2 separate regions of the Mus musculus genome follow, and region 1 is linked to region 2. Evidence: chromatin contacts called from public capture Hi-C data. All regions are on one chromosome and are shown on one strand. Each heading gives the region's core, a stretch centred on a gene start, on an enhancer-like site or on the middle of the called end of the contact. The rest is flanking DNA. Distances are from core to core; before and after follow the strand shown.

What was found. Capture Hi-C pulls out chosen DNA fragments and counts their contacts.
Region 1: a capture Hi-C map of embryonic stem cells shows a contact between it and region 2, with 2.7 times the contacts expected there. The contact joins two enhancer-like sites. A contact is called at or near these places in 1 of 115 datasets of contacts at active chromatin or transcription factors (embryonic stem cells) and 1 of 9 other capture datasets (embryonic stem cells).

Annotation. Positions count from the first base shown.
Region 1 is chr6:35,870,381-35,873,188 of GRCm38.p6, reverse strand. No RefSeq gene overlaps it. Among named protein-coding and RNA genes, the nearest start is that of Gm23273, 100 kb to the left of the region's middle. Within about 2 kb of position 1,553, at least 6 of the 459 cell types and tissues checked have an H3K27ac peak or open chromatin away from gene starts, as enhancers often do. A contact at or near this core is called in embryonic stem cells, where this site is marked.
Region 2 is chr6:35,352,400-35,355,225 of GRCm38.p6, reverse strand. No RefSeq gene overlaps it. Among named protein-coding and RNA genes, the nearest start is that of 1700065J11Rik, 23 kb to the right of the region's middle. Within about 2 kb of position 1,570, at least 46 of the 459 cell types and tissues checked have an H3K27ac peak or open chromatin away from gene starts, as enhancers often do. A contact at or near this core is called in embryonic stem cells, where this site is marked.

The DNA.
Region 1 (2,808 bases), core at 304-2,803, 520 kb before region 2:
CAGGATTCAGAAATGTGGTCCTGGGGGAATCTTTTATTGTGTGGACCCAGCAAGGCACTTTCATACTCACTAAGATTGGGGTCATGATACTGGATAATACCATATGGAACACTGCCAGACATGTTCACTGCTCTATCAGAATATGCCAGGAACCTTTCACTCAAAGAAAAAAGCTAATCAAAACTGAATTCCAGGTAGTTTAGAAATGATTACCAATTAAGGTACATTATGTACACTTTTTGATGAAAAAGCCTAGATAGAAATGAATATTTCCATAAATATCCTTATTGTTGAAAAAGAAAATGTGACTGTAAAGAAGCGAACATATCCCCCTTAAAAATACAAAAGATTAAAACCAACCCCAAACTATTAAAATCTAACCGCAAAGCCTGAGGAACAACTAACATAAGACCATACATAGCAGAGAATACTCTGGAATCTTGTTTAGTGAGATATCTCTGTTCATACTGAAATGACACATGTTCAAGTTGTGTGAGATAAAATGTTGAAAAGATACAGAATATATAGTGTCCAGCCATGGAAGATTGCTGTTTCTTCTTTTCTTGCTGAAATGTTCATGAATTCCTTGAACTCCTCCAAAGTAAAGAAAAGGTCACTAGGAGTTTCCACTGATCACAGACCGACGGAGGAAACACACAGGCCCCAGAGAGAACCAAACACAATATGCACTCATTACTTCTCTGTTCTAGTGATGAAGAACCAGGATCATGGTGATTTACAGAATATGTTAATTTCGCTTATGATTTCAGAGGAAAAGTAGATAATGGCTATAGGCAACTGGATCAATATGCTGAGAGATCACATCTTCAACCATAAACATGAAGCAGAGAGCAAACAGGAAAGGTTTAAACTCTCAAACGTTATAAACTTTATAACTTGAGGTTATAAACTCTCAAAGCCCACCCCTAGTGATGTACTCCCTCGATCAAAGCCACATCTCTCCATAACTTCCGCCAAACAGTGCCACCAGCTAGGGGACAAGTGTTCAAATAACTAAGTCTATGGGGACATTCACATTCAAACCATCACACTATCAGTTTGCCAAATTGACCTAGCATCTAAATATCTATGTTGATACCCATAGATAACTAATATTCTCACCCTCTCTCTCGGGCATAAAATGGTGAATGCGGAGACTCGTGGCTACGCAGGGCACTGCGTGAGTGCTAGGATCCAAACAAATCATCTATACCATCCTCTCTGCGCGGGTCAGAATATTGTAATGAAGGCATGGAAAGAACGCAAGATCTAGAAACTAAGAAGAGCGGGTGGACATGTCACCTTCTTGGAAAGACATTCACTGAAATCACTCACAAACTTACAGCAGCTGAGGATGCTGCTGTTGCAATGCCGGCCCGTGGCCTTCTTGAACCGGATACACCTGGGAGGCAGGCTGGGGCTAAAAAATACTTTTACAGCGAGAGAGATAATGAAGTCAAGATGATTCCCTGTTCAAGGCTCTGAGTATACTAAGAGAGTGTGCTTATAAGGGGGAGGCCCATCCCCCGCCAGTCCATTCTTGGTGTCTGGAGCCAGCCTGTAGGCGATGTGTAGGAGAGTTCCTCCGGAATATCTCAGGGGCCTCTCAGCAGGTTGCAGTGCCTTGGAGGAAAGCAGTGGCAGGTGACAGAACAATAGAGCCATCTAGGTTGGAAGGCTCCACCCTAGGTAATCTCCTTAGTGGCAGCAAGGTCAAAGTCTAGATCAGCCTGCTTCGAGGCTGGGGAGGTTACATGGGGCCTGCGCAAAAAATGGTGTGCCACAAGTTACAGACGGATGGAGGAGGAACACCGAAGCAAGATTCAAGGAGAAAGGGAATTGTCTTTAGCACCTACTGATGAGCCCAGCATCAATAAACTAACACAAATGTTACACAGGTGACCCTGGTTAAATTAGACACAACCCCCAAAGTCATGAAGCAAGAAAAGGAGACAGGTTGGGTATGAGGAGAGGAACTTGACAGACTTGGGAGCAAGATAGAGAGTGAAGGGAAACCCAGAACGCATTGTATACTTGTATCAAGTTATCAAATAGTGAAATTGGCCAGTTAGAAAATATAAAGAGAATGGAAAGAGCATCCAGGTTTACCATTTTGCACTTTATAGTTTTTGAGAACTTTTTCCTAAATTTATTATTGAGGATATATTATTTATTCAAATGCATAAGCTTAAATAAAAGCGGCCAGGAGAGCAACTCATTTTGTATTCTCTTTGAAGCCAGAGAGAGTTCTTCCAGCTCAGATCTTACTTCTCCGTTCACCCCACAATACTGATGAGGCTCCATCCCTTTGTCACTTCTCAGTCAAAGTTCATTGGCTTTCATAACTGTTCTTTCCCATCTAAAAGTGACTTTGTATATGAATAAATTCTTTGTTATGTTCATTCTCTTGTCCACATGCTTTCCACCAAAGCCAGCAGTATGTATTTATATATAAAAATAGTTTGCCATAAAATGAGTAATTTTGGGGATGTTGACATTTTACATCCCTATTTGATATCTTGGGGCTAGGGATACAGCTCAGTTTGGAAAATGTACTTGCATGGAGCCCTGGGTTTCATCCCAAGAGCTGCATAAGCCACGAATAGTGGTACAAGCTTTGCAATCCCAGAACTTCTGAGGGGAGAGTGTGATGATTAGAAATTTAAGATCTTTTGAGCTGAACAATGTGTTCAAAACCAGCCTGGAATGCATAAGATCTGTCTCAAATAAACAAACAAAATGGGAGGAGGGAGTATCAGGATGGCTTAGTGGGTAAGGGTTCATGCTGTCTGCCAAGCTGCCAGTCTG
Region 2 (2,826 bases), core at 321-2,820:
TCACTGGAGAGCCAAGCTGTCTAAAATGACCTAGCCTGGACCTGAGATGCCACAGTGCATGGAGTTAGAGGTTACCAATCGCTTCCCTGTGTAAATGACTTTTATTATTATTATTATTACATTGGTACACGAGAGCGCAAAGGGGCTTTTATGAAACAGCTTTTCAGAACCCGTGAAATAACAAAAGGCCTGGTTTCCATCTCAGGGCTTTTAAGCAGTCACATCAAATAGAAACCCAGCAGGCCCCAGGGCCACTGCTGCTTCTAATTAAGACCCCAAGGTAAGGCAGCCCATTAGGGGGCCCAGGGCCAGCAAAACATAAATCCCAGCCCTGCCTCTAACAGCAGAAGGCTGATTTGAGCTCACTATGCTGCGTTTGTTCTCAGCTTGCATTAAAAGTAGCAGGCTGCACCTGCCTTCCAGACACCCTGCAAGCAAGTTCATTCCGACACTGATTCTCTTGTTCAAACAACCCAAAGTGTGCCAAACAGATGTTAAACGGAGGAGGAACGCGGAGTGAGACAGGTTTTGACACATCCTTATGTGTATGGGGGCGGGGGGGTGTTTTTGTGTCTGTGTGTGACTGAGGGTTGTGGTCCATACACACGGTTATTCTTTCTTTCCCTTTCAAAACTATAACCCACCTACCCACCACACAAGTATCAGCTCAACCGCTGGGGGCGGGGGGGGGGGGGAGCACGGCGTGGGGAGTAAAAAGAGGACCCTGTTTTTTGCTGCAGGAGACTAGTTCTCGAACCGCCTTGATTATTAGGGCCACCTAGAAGGCTTGGGAAAGTGCAGGGTTCCACCCCCCGGGTTTTAGATTCAGTAGAATTGGGCTGGAGTCCCCAGAATCATCATTTGTGTTCATTCATCAGGTGGTGCTGATGCCACAAGTTTAGGGACCATGACTGGAAAATGACAGCTGTAAGCCAACAAAGCAATAGCAAAAGGGGGCAAAGAAACACGCGTGCGCTCAGCCCCCACCGACCTGGCTTTGTTGATTTTTTTGAGACACAGCTGGCAGGCAAAAGAAGCAGCTGTGTTTTGAATGGAGACGGATATGTGAGCTGGCAAGCCCACAGCAGGCAGAGAAGTTTTCAGAATGATAACCAAGCGTGTAACAACCTAGGCAAAGTGGGATCGACCTCTGCTCTCAAGGGGACTGTGAGTCTGGGCCCCCTCTGCCCTTATGGAGACTCAGCATAGGGCTTCTGCTCCTCATGGCTTCCGGGGCAGAGAAGCTGTGCTACCGGACAAGGCCAACTTTCATCTCCCCTGTAGAAAAACCAGCCATTGAGGGGTGGGGGTGGGGCGCTTCCCCAGCTTGGTTCCAAGTGAGGAATGGTTACAGAGTCAGCACATTCTGGATTTGTTGTTTTGGCCCTAGCTACACCGTATACCTCCAGTTCTGCTCCTAGACACGCATCCCTGACACCCACTTCGTCCTGCCAGAGAAGACCATGTTGTTAATTATGGGAGGATCTGTCCTAAGGACTGGCCAGCAGAGCGAAGGAATTCTACATTCAGTTTTAAATGTGGTTTGTCCCCACCCCACCCCACCCTACTCCACCCAGTCCTCTGTGAGTCTGTAGGCTGTGACAATGACCCAGCCAAACACCCTCGTCTTGGCAAACCTAATATGAGCCTTGGACAAGATCAGCTACATGATTTTCAGAATCCAATACAAAAAAAAAAAAAAGCCCAACCCCCTCTTCAAAACAAAATCGGGGCATTCAAAACATGAAGAGCAAAACATGAAAGTGGGCATTCCTCAGGGCAGGGGGCCCTGTGTGGGCTGATGGTGATGGGGTCGTGCGGGCTCATAGGATCCATGCATGGCTCCCATGCCTTAGCGTTTAGGTAGGATGCTTAGAGCTCTCCCTACACAGAGTGACTGTCCTTCCTGGGTTGGATGGGGGATTCTCCATTGCAGGCCTGCTAGAAGGAATGGGGAGAGGCAAGTCGAAAGGAAAATGTAGGTCCAACCTCAGAGAGCTCTCCCTGGCCATGGGAAAGGCAGACGGACACCAACTCCAGATTCTCGGAGCAGCTTCACCTCTATGATACGAGTGAGCAGACATCTATATGTACAGCTTTAGGCACGGCTCCAACAGGGTTATCCAGGAAAGAGCAATGCAGCCAGCCTGTCATCATGGGCAGGAAAGGAAAAGCAGAAGTTAAAGGGCTTACGCACCTGCTGCATTTCACGGCCAACTTTTAGATGTCTCTGACAGTGTTTAGATCTGCGGGTGGAACCCAGGGCCTCTACTACAGCATGCTGTCACCAACCCCAAGATTCAGAATTATAGTGTGCAAACCAGAGAACTCTAGGTCTCTCCCAGCTGGATGTTTGTGCGTCTAGATTTCTTTCCAGTAAAATTCTAGTGGTCTCTATCCTACCACAAACTATCCTAGAACAAACTTGGTGGCTTAAAAAATTACTCAAATATCTACTGTATTTCACAATTTTGTTTGTAAGGAGTCCAGACAGGACTCAGCTATTGCATTGTTCCATTCCATATAAAAGGTGTTTGACACTGGACAGAATGGTGTAGAGGACCCTCTATGGCTTCCCTCACATGTCTGATTTCTTTTCTTATTTTTAAGACAGGACCTCTCAATATAGCCCTGGCTGTCCTGGAACTCACTCTATAGACCAGGTTGGCTGTGAACTCAGAGATCTGCCTGCCTCTGTTTCCCCAGTACTGGGATTAAAAGCGTGCACCACCACCATCACAGCAACAACCACCACCACCACCTGGCTTTTCCTTTTTTAAAAGACAAGGTTTCTCCACATAGCCCTGATGCCCTGGAATTCACAAT